2 separate regions of the Sus scrofa genome follow, and region 2 is linked to region 1. Evidence: chromatin contacts called from public targeted proximity ligation data. All regions are on one chromosome and are shown on one strand. The core of a region is the stretch at or near the end of the contact, and the rest is flanking DNA. Distances in the headings are between cores, read along the strand shown.

Region 1 (4,374 bases), core at 1,567-4,066:
TTTATAGAACTCAAAGATTGACAGCATGGAGACGCGATAAACTGAGCATGACTCTGTCACTGGATGTTGGGCAGTGCCTTTCACATGATGAGGGATAAGAGGACTAGGTTTGCTAAGGACTGACTCACACACATAGGGAGTTAAATAGCATGTCACAGGGAGAACAACACCACACACCACAATGCCACTGGGCTTCAGAATGTCCTGACCAATCAGACAAAGGAACCAATGCGACCAGTTCAGAGTAAGCAAACACTGCATGATCTCGCTCTTTTTTTGGGGGGGGGGGTTGTCATGCCCCTGCCACAGCAGCAATCTGAGCTGCCGCAGTGACAATACTGGATCCTTAACCCACTGTGCCACAATGGAACACTTTTGATCTCTTTTTCAAGACTCCTCTTTGCGTAACTTTTCCCCCGTTTTGGGAGCAAGATCACTGATACACCTTGGAAGAATCGGCCTGTTAACCTTAACAACACCTGAAAAATCTCTCACTCTAGGTCCACAGCAGCAGTTAAGAAAACACAACGTCTTCTTCCTGGTCTTCCTACTTCTTGCTCTGCTCAGTATCTTGTGTTATTGCCAAAGCCTGCATTCATTGCCTGAGTGTGACCATGTACTTTCTGGGGCACTTTTAAAGTAGTCCAAGATTTACAACTTCCCCCAAAAAATCTTTGGTTCTGAGATATAAATACAAACAAGGTAAAGATTGCCCTTAAAAATTTAAGAAACAGGCAAGGAGCCCATTCAGCTGTTCAATAGCTAGTTGTTCTGGAGTTGTGGTACTGAGGTTGATGCTGGAAATGCAAAGTGGAACTAAACATGTTTCCTGCCATTAGAGAGTTTTACATCTGATGCAGAAGGCAAATAAATCAAGACTTAAAGGAATGGGTGTGAAGTGATATATTACACCACAAGATGCCATGGGAGCAGGGGATAGGAAGAGTCAAACCATACATGGATGTCCAGAGAAGTTTTCTCTAGGTGAAGTGCATAAACGACCCAACACAAAGTATACAACAGCGTCAGAAGCCAGCTGTGTACCCAGTGCTGGGGAAAAGGGACTGATTAGTTCTGAGTAGGTCCAGCAAGACTTCTCGGAAGAGATTACATTTTAGTTAGAACTTGAAAGGCTTAAGGGAATTAATTCCTGGAAAGAAAGTGGTGGGAGGAGGGGCTATAAGACAAGGAAGGAGACGGACATATACTTTTAAAAAGTAAACAGCAAATCTAAAGTTAAATAGTACTACATACTTTTAGAACTAACATGAGGCAGTAAGTGATTAAGTGCTAAGTCAGAGGAAAGGACTAGAAGCACAAGTTTAAGGAATGATGAGGTGAACAGTGGGTCCGAAACTTAAGGTGCCTGCACAGCTGAGCCTTTTGTGGGCTGTGGACGCTGAGTAAATGTTGGTTAACGGAGTTAATCTTTCCTCAGGTAGCTAGAAATTGTGGAGGACCTGGAGCTCCTTGGTACTGTTTACACTTTCACCAAAACCTTAGAAGAAACTTAGGCTCCCCAAGGGAGCTAAGGAAAGCACCATTCCGTTGGCTGTTCGGGGTCAAACTGAGAACCAAACAACTGCCATCCAAAACTGCACCAAGGCAGTCCAGCCCCTACGTCCAGAGTTCTAAACCTTTTGGGAGATGGGAAGGGGGTGGTGTGGATTAAAAACAGATCCACGGAGAACAAAAGAAGCTCTTTACACGTTCTTCTGTGGTGTTTTTCCCCCTCTAAAGGAAGGCTATGTAGGAAAGAGTCTGGGTCTTCACCATTACCTGACATTGAGCATATCACTTAATCTCAATCTCCCTGCGTCCTGTGTCCCCGTTTGTAAAATATGGAGGTTGTGGGCTCCGTATTAATATCTAGGGTCTATGTCAGGTGAAGTGGTTTTCACATTCTCTTTTAATTCTCACAACCACCATGGTAGATTTTGCTAGCCCCATTTTACCCAAGATATTCAGAGTGTTTAAGTAACTCATCGAAGGTCACACAGCAAATAGGCTGAGCCAGACTGCAATCCGGGGTTCCCTGACTCTATCACCACGCAATCCCAGTTCGTATACCAGTTAACCTCCCTTTACCACTGGCCAGGACTCCCTTCTCTCGAAAACCGAATCGCCCCCTTTCCTCCCACCGAAACTCCCAAGCAACGCGCCCCTTTTCGCTCTGCGCACGCTCAATTGGTCAGGAAGAATTTTCGCTCTGCCTTGGGAAATTTTTCACGCCACTCTGGCAGCCGAGCCCGCCCCGCCCACCGCTTCTCCTCACTGGATTGGTCGATCTCAGGGAGGCGACAAGGAGACCCAGACGATCCCTCCACCCTCCCCCCCCCACGTAACGCTCTGGGTGCGCGCGCTCCGAGCGTGCGTGCGTGCGTGCGTGTGGGTGAGCACGTGAGGCCCCAGAACGTGCACAGAAGGAGGGGCAGGAAGCGGGGGGCGAAGGGCGGGGCTCCCGTTGCCATGGCAGTGACGTCAGGCGTCGGCGAGCGAACCCAGCCCCTTCCCCACGCGCGCGCGCGCACATACAGAGCTACATGCACCCGCGCGTGCACCGCCGCTCTCCCTCAGACACACTGGAGGGAAAGGTCAAACTAAAGGCGAGGGAGCCGGGAGGCCAGAGGGAGCCGACGCCGCTGCCGCCGCCGCCGCCGCCGCCGCCGCGCGCCATGACGGACGGGGCTGAGGCCGCTTTCTCTCCGCCGCCGCCGCCGCTGCCGAGCCGCGGCTCTCGTCGCGCCCCCTACCCCCGCCTCCCGCGCCCCCTCCCCCCCGGTGCTCGCGCGTCCACGCGCCCCCTCCCCCTCGGCGCTCCAGGCGCGCGTCGGGCCCGGGGCGCGCGCCGGCCCGAGCGGGCGCGGGAGGGTGGGGGCCGCGGCTGGCTGGCGGCCTCCTGGCGCGACCCCAGACCCCCTCGCCTGGCCCCTCGGCTAGAGCCCCCCAGGTGAGTGCGGTGGCGGGGCGAGGGTGTCAGGAGCGGAGAGGGCACCTGGCGAGCTCAGCCCCTTGCTTGACCCCTTCCGGGGGCGCTGACAGGCGCGCGGGACCCGGCCTCTGGGGGGCGTCGCGGGGTCAGCCTGTTCCGGGGCCCCTTTGGGCGCCCCTGCCCCTCAGGGTCGGTCCCCGCAGTGGTGGGGGGCTCGGGGCAGGCGTGAGTGCAGCCGCCAGGCAGGAGTTGGCTGGGCGACTCGGGCGTGGGACAGGCGACGAGAGGCAGGTGGGCCCCTCTCTGGGGCTTGGGACAGCGCGGGGAGGGGGCGGGGGCCGGGCCAGGTGCGCGCGGGGGGCCCGCTGGAAGCTCTCACGACGTGCTTGCTGGGCAGTTGGGAGAAACTCTGCCCGGGGGACTAGGCGCCCTGCTTTTGCCCGGGCCAGCGAAAGCGGCGGATTTTACAGAAAAACTCGGGGGAAGCCTGGCTGGCCCCCGAAAGGAAGAAGGACCTAGAGGACCCTCCTGGGGGGACCCAGACTTGAACACATCTGCCTGTGGGTAGCACTAGGGCATGGTGTGCGAACGTTGCCATGCCAGTGTTTAATGTTTGTTGCTTATGGTTATTTTTGGACTAAATGATTTAAAAAAAAAAAAAAGTTACTTGGAAGAGAGGGAACTGCTTGAATGGTCATGAGTTCTTCCCTGTGTATGCAGGAAATGGGTTAATCTTTCACACCGCCACCCCCCAACTGAATCTATGCCCAGTGGACTTGCAGAGTAATAAATACAAAACTCTAAAGCCCCGAAACGAGGTAATGTTTTTGTCTGATGAGTTTCAGGTGTCAGGCTCCGGGTTCTGTGGGAGAAAAATAGAAGCAGGACACCGAGGTACTTGATATGCTCAAGCAGTCGTCTTTTTGTAATAAGCTTTGGAGCCCGTCAAAGTGGAGTTTAGTTATAACTGCCAGGGTTAAGTAATCACATTGACCCAGGGCCGCCCACCAATCAGGAGCTTCTCTGGAAGTAACTTGGAAGACTGCTCTCAGCCCAGGACTCGCTGGTTGTGAATAACCAGTGCTTCTGCCGATTTTTTCCCCCCTCTTTCGTTTTCCACTGTTATAATGCATGCAGTCTGTTTAGCAAACGTTAGAATGAATTACCCATAGTTGAACTGCTCTCCACTGAATCGCTTTTAACTTCTCAGGTGCTAGCTCTGACAGATGTCTTTTTTATATTTGACAGTTATTTGGAAATTTTAAATAATAGTCGTTTCAGACGATAAGGAATTTTTTGAGTATGTCTAGTTTAAACAGATTATACCAAGGTGATGTGTTTAGAGGTTAAATCTCATCCAAGAAAACTTCCGGTTGTGAAAGGTGCAGGATTGTGACAGTGGAGGAAGTGTCTGGAGTCTTTGGTAAAGAGTAAGGGGACAC
Region 2 (4,941 bases), core at 203-2,702, 940 kb after region 1:
GACTACATTGATTTATTGAATTAAGTGTGCCTGCTACATCATCTCAGACACATGCAGGGTAACCCCTCGAGGTGGCTCCGTTGTTATCCCGATGCCTGCCTCCTTGACCTTGCAACAGGAATAGCACTTCCCCATGTTGTTAAACATTGGCGAGCCAGAATTTTTCTTCCTTTAACGTATATAAGAACATTCCAGAACCTGCTCGATATACTCCTTAACACTTAGAATAGCTTGCCCGGGAATTGCTGGGGTGTAGAAGATACCCACAGGTAGCTTACTCTGGAACTGCCAGGGCGTGTCCTAGGGCGGCCCATGAGCCCACCGTCCCATCAGCAGGGCACGGGTTCCGGTATCTGCACCCGCCCCTGGCACTCAGCATCGCAGTGCCTGCTCATTTGAGCCAAGCTAATAGGTGTCAGGAATGTCTCAGCAGTTTTTATTGGCATTGCTGTGATTGCTCATGAGGCCCTGGACCGCTGCGCTTGCCCTGCCCTCAGCTTGGCCCCTCTCCCGCCCCGGACTCACTCTCTCTTCTGCGCGTCTTTCAAGATTCAGGACAGACATTTGTCCCTGCAGTGGGCTCTGGTGCCCGGCCTCTCCCCTCTGCTCCGCAGGCCGCCCTTCCAGAATAGCAGCTAAAGGCATGTTTTCAGGTCTGGAAGCTCATATGGCTGTGATCAAAGCCTGTTCCATCACCTACAGGCTGAGAAACCTCAACCAAGGGCCTTAACTAAGTCTCTGAGCCTCAGAGTCCTCACCTGCAAATGAGGGGTTAAAAATAGTACTCCCCCCCCCCAGGGTTGGAGTGGGAGTACAAAAAAAAAAAGGAAAAAGCTTAATTCTGAGCGGTGGGGATACAGACTGTCACCTGCCTCCCCCAGCCCCACTCTCTTTTCTACTTCTACTAGTTGTAATTACAGTGTAAGCCTCTGCCGCCCCCCCCAAAAAAAAATCTCCTGGGAGAGAATTTTCTTGACAATTTCCTGAGCTTATTTATGCCAAGTATTTGGCGTACAGCAGGGCTGAATTCACGGTAGCCACTGGGTTTCAGCGCCCATGCGGTCCTGCGTTGCCATCAGACCGGCTTCCACAGCCTGGAAGGAGTCGCGGGTGGAGCTGGATTTGCTGCATTTTTATATTTTCAGCTCCTGGCAGTGTTGGGTAGATAGAAAGCCCTGGAACAAATCTTGTCAGCCTCTCTGGAGGAGATTTAAGCATCAAATAGTGGGTTGGTCTAGATGCTTTTTCAAAGTCTCTTCCAGCCCTGAAATTCTGTGATCAGGAAATTACCCAGGAAAAAGTTCCCTTTGCAGGCTTCTTTCTAAGGTTTCTAAATGGGGCTTTATTACACACTGCAGGTAATTATAGAGGCTGAAGCGGCCTCAAGGAGCTCTGTGTGGCCTGGTGTCGCTGGTTGGTACATTTCAGAGGCTATCATCTTTCCGCTGACCAGGGGATCGGAATCCTGACCAGGGGATCGGAATCCTGGCAAAGGCAGGCCCTCTCTTCAGCAGGGCAGTGGGAGGTGGCCCCGGAGGACGCGTCCTCTAGCTGGCAGCCCTCCACTCTCTGCTCCAGGGGAAGCCAGCACTAGTGGTGTGTGAATAATATCAGGAAAGTCACAGAAAGCAGGAGCAAAGGAGACCTTGGGGACACCCAGTTCAGGAGGCACAACCTCTCTGTTCACAAGGACCGTGTGGGTTATATGAACAGATAAAGAGACCTGGGTAGGGCAATAGGGAGTAGTGGGGCCTGTGACAGACTAGAAAACTGATCAGTTTCTGCTCAGCCCCTGGGGTTGTTGGTTTGGGGAACATGGGCTCAGGGTTCCTGGATCTGCCCCTGCTTTACCAAAAGAAGAGCTAGAGGTCCAGGGTTTTATGTAGCTCTTTCTGATTTTTGAAAGTTAGAGCTAATTCAAAGTTTTGTCAGTCGGGGTATGGCGCAGACAAAATAGGCTTGCGAGGCTTGTGAGTTTCCATATCCTCTGATTTAGCATGACATTTGGCAGATTGGGAAACTGAGGTACAGAATGGGGGAATTTGGCAAAGTTTCCTGGGGAGGCTTTGACCTTGAGGGACATAAAGAATGGTCTGGCATCCCAGGGGGCTCCTAACCCCACCTTCTCCCAAGGCAGGACCTGAGGCCCAGAGAGGGAAGGAGGCTAGCTCTGTGTCACACAGCTGGTAATGGCAGAGTCTGGGGTAGGGCTGGGGCTTCTGGGCCCTCCTCCATGGGACTGTCCACCAACGGTACTGCCAGAAATGACCCTGGAATGGTTTTGGTAAAGAGCATGGCAGAGGGCAAGTTCTGACTTGTCGTCAGGCAGCAGGAAAAGGCTGGCCCATGAGAGGCAGCTATGCCAGGGAACTCCCCCTGTGCGGGGGATCTGTTTGTGCATGCGCTGAACTAACCCTTTCAGCTCTGAAGGTGCACAGGTCAGCCTGGGGGTGGGGGGACAAGAGGTCTGGAAAATGGAGAAGACAGTGGGGAGGAGGAAGGTGAATCATCCCCAAAAGACATCAAGGGAGGGGGGTCACTGCGCCATGGAGTGTGAGTAGGGTTGGCTGTCCAGTGAGAGGAAGCTGGATTTTGCCCAGAGGGCTTTGGATTGGCCAAGGGGCCAGTGTAGAAATGCCCACTGTGGGCTCCCTGTCTCTAAAACTCTGGGAGAGCCCAAGCTTGAAGAGAAGGCCTCAAACCCTGGACCCGAAAGGCAGGGTCTTGGCAGGCAGACCCTGCGATGTCCGGACCCCATGTCACTCCCAACAGTGCAGGACCTCGCCAGCCCCCCACCCCATCCATTCCAGCCTCGCTCATCTGCTCAGAGGCCAGGGCTTCAGAGGTCGGTCAGCGTGGTTATCCTTCAAATCCCAACATGTAGGAAATGTCTCTTTGCTGCTTGAATCACTCCGATGGGTAGTGAGGTTGAACCGTTCTTTATAGTGCAGGGGTCACCTGCATTCCTTTTGTGTTGATTTGCCTTTCATGTCCTTTCCGCATTTAAAAAAGAAAGATTACTTCAAGGCATTTGATCCCACAGAGCAGGGATTTAAAAAAAAAAAAAAAAAAAAAAAAGGCAATGTTTTTACATAAAGGGCCAGATAGTAAGTATCTTAGGCTTTGAGAACCATCCTGTTAAACTAGCTACTCACCTGTCTGCCATGGGAGCACAAAAGCAGCCCCCAGACGATAGGGAAATGAATGTGCACAACTATGTTCCAATAAAACTTTATTTACAAAAGCAGGGGCCAGCCTGTGGGCTGTGGTTTTCCAACCCTTGCCTTAGAGAAGTTTACATTTCTTATGTAGTCAGCCTTTTGCTTGATATAAACATGGAGTTTTACACTAAGCAGGGATCTTCCCCATTCTAAGGTGAAATGGGAAAAAAATAGTACAATAAAAAAATGTACCGAGAAGTGGTGTAAGCAGATGCTTCTGGACACGGCATCCTGGACGTGCCGCATTGACCTGCATCTTGTTTGGTCTTAGGTCTCCAGTAGGAGAAGAGAGGGAGGGCATTGCTGCAGGCAGAGGCAAAGTCAGAGGCAGGGAGGCTGTTGGGATCCTCGAGCAGGGTGGCTGGAGTGGGGACAGCACTGTCTCTCCCTCTGTGCTTCTCTCCTGACCTTGAATGCTGTTCTCAGAGGACCCTGGGCCCATCGTGTCTCGAGGTGCCTCTCCAGGCAACCAACCAGTCCCGGCAGCCTCAGTAGGACCCCAAGTGAGGACCCCCTACTTCCACAGAAGCCACCACCCCTTTCCCCCAGTCTGGACGCTTCCGTTGACTGAGTTGTCAGCCTAACAACTGAAGAATCACATGGAAATTTTATACTAAGCCAAAAGAGACTTTTCTGATCCTCTTTCCGAGATGACTTTATACCCCGTGCTGTGCATAAGACACAAATTTCCTATCGAAACTTTATTACTCACTGAAAACCCAAACTGGCCAAAGGAAAATAGGAAGAAGCATTCGTTTCTCTGAATTTGAAGAGGCCTGATGGCTTTGTCCTCCTTTCCTCCCAGCCTGCCCGCCCCCCACCCCCCCGGCTTGGTTAGCCTCGGGATGAGGCGTGGGACTTGGACTGTCCCTGAGCTGACTCCCAGCTGGCCTGTGACCTGGGAAAAGCCCTTCATCTTCTGCAGCTTGACGGACCCTCCTTAAGAGTGGAAATGACGGAGTTCCTGCTGTGGCACGATGGGAGCAGCAGCGTCTCTGCAGTGCCAGGACGTGGGTTTGATCCCCGGCCTGGCACAGTGGGTTAAAGATCCGGTGTTGCCGCAGCTGCGGCGTAGGTTGCAACTGGGGCTCAGGTCACTGCGGTGGCACGGGTTTCATCCCTGACCTGGAACTCCTGCATGCTGTGAGCATGGCTAAAAAAAAATCGTAGTAATGGCAACGATGATATGTCATTGTCAAGGTCTGTAGCTAAGAGGTGGAGAGGTGCTTTAGGGGAGTTTGTCCCTGTTGGCGCTGGGTCCTGGCAATCTGGATTCTGCTACTGGCTCTGCTGTCTCCTTGCTGTGTGACTTTGGACAAGTGATTTCACCTCTCTGTGCTTGCCTAAATATGGGGTGACAATAAGGCACCTAATACCCGGTTATCTGAAAGATGGAATGGCTTTATCCACATAAAGTGTTAGAAGCAGTACACACATAAGGGGTTAGTGAGTGTTCAATTGTAGGTACAGTGCCGAGCACATAGTAGGTGCTCATGAAAGACAGTCACCCCTCGGTGTTATTAGATGTTCCAGAATAACTCCCTTATGTTAATCTTTGCTCCTCTCACAGGGACTGTGGATTTCATGCATATTTACCTCCTTATGCATCATTAATGAAAGCCCCAAGCCCACATAACCTTGCTTTTCCGTCCTTAGCAAGCCTGGGCTTGATGAGAATTTTCAAAACATGTTTGTCGATCTTTTAAAACCCGAGATAAGT

The links.
Region 2: a contact with region 1 is called in a targeted proximity ligation map of skeletal muscle, with 3 times the contacts expected there.

Annotation. Positions count from the first base shown.
Region 1 is chr4:6,918,240-6,922,613 of Sscrofa11.1, forward strand. No RefSeq gene overlaps it. Among named protein-coding and RNA genes, the nearest start is that of MIR30D, 28 kb to the right of the region's middle.
Region 2 is chr4:7,857,944-7,862,884 of Sscrofa11.1, forward strand. It overlaps a transcript of ST3GAL1 not described here. Among named protein-coding and RNA genes, the nearest start is that of ST3GAL1, 36 kb to the right of the region's middle.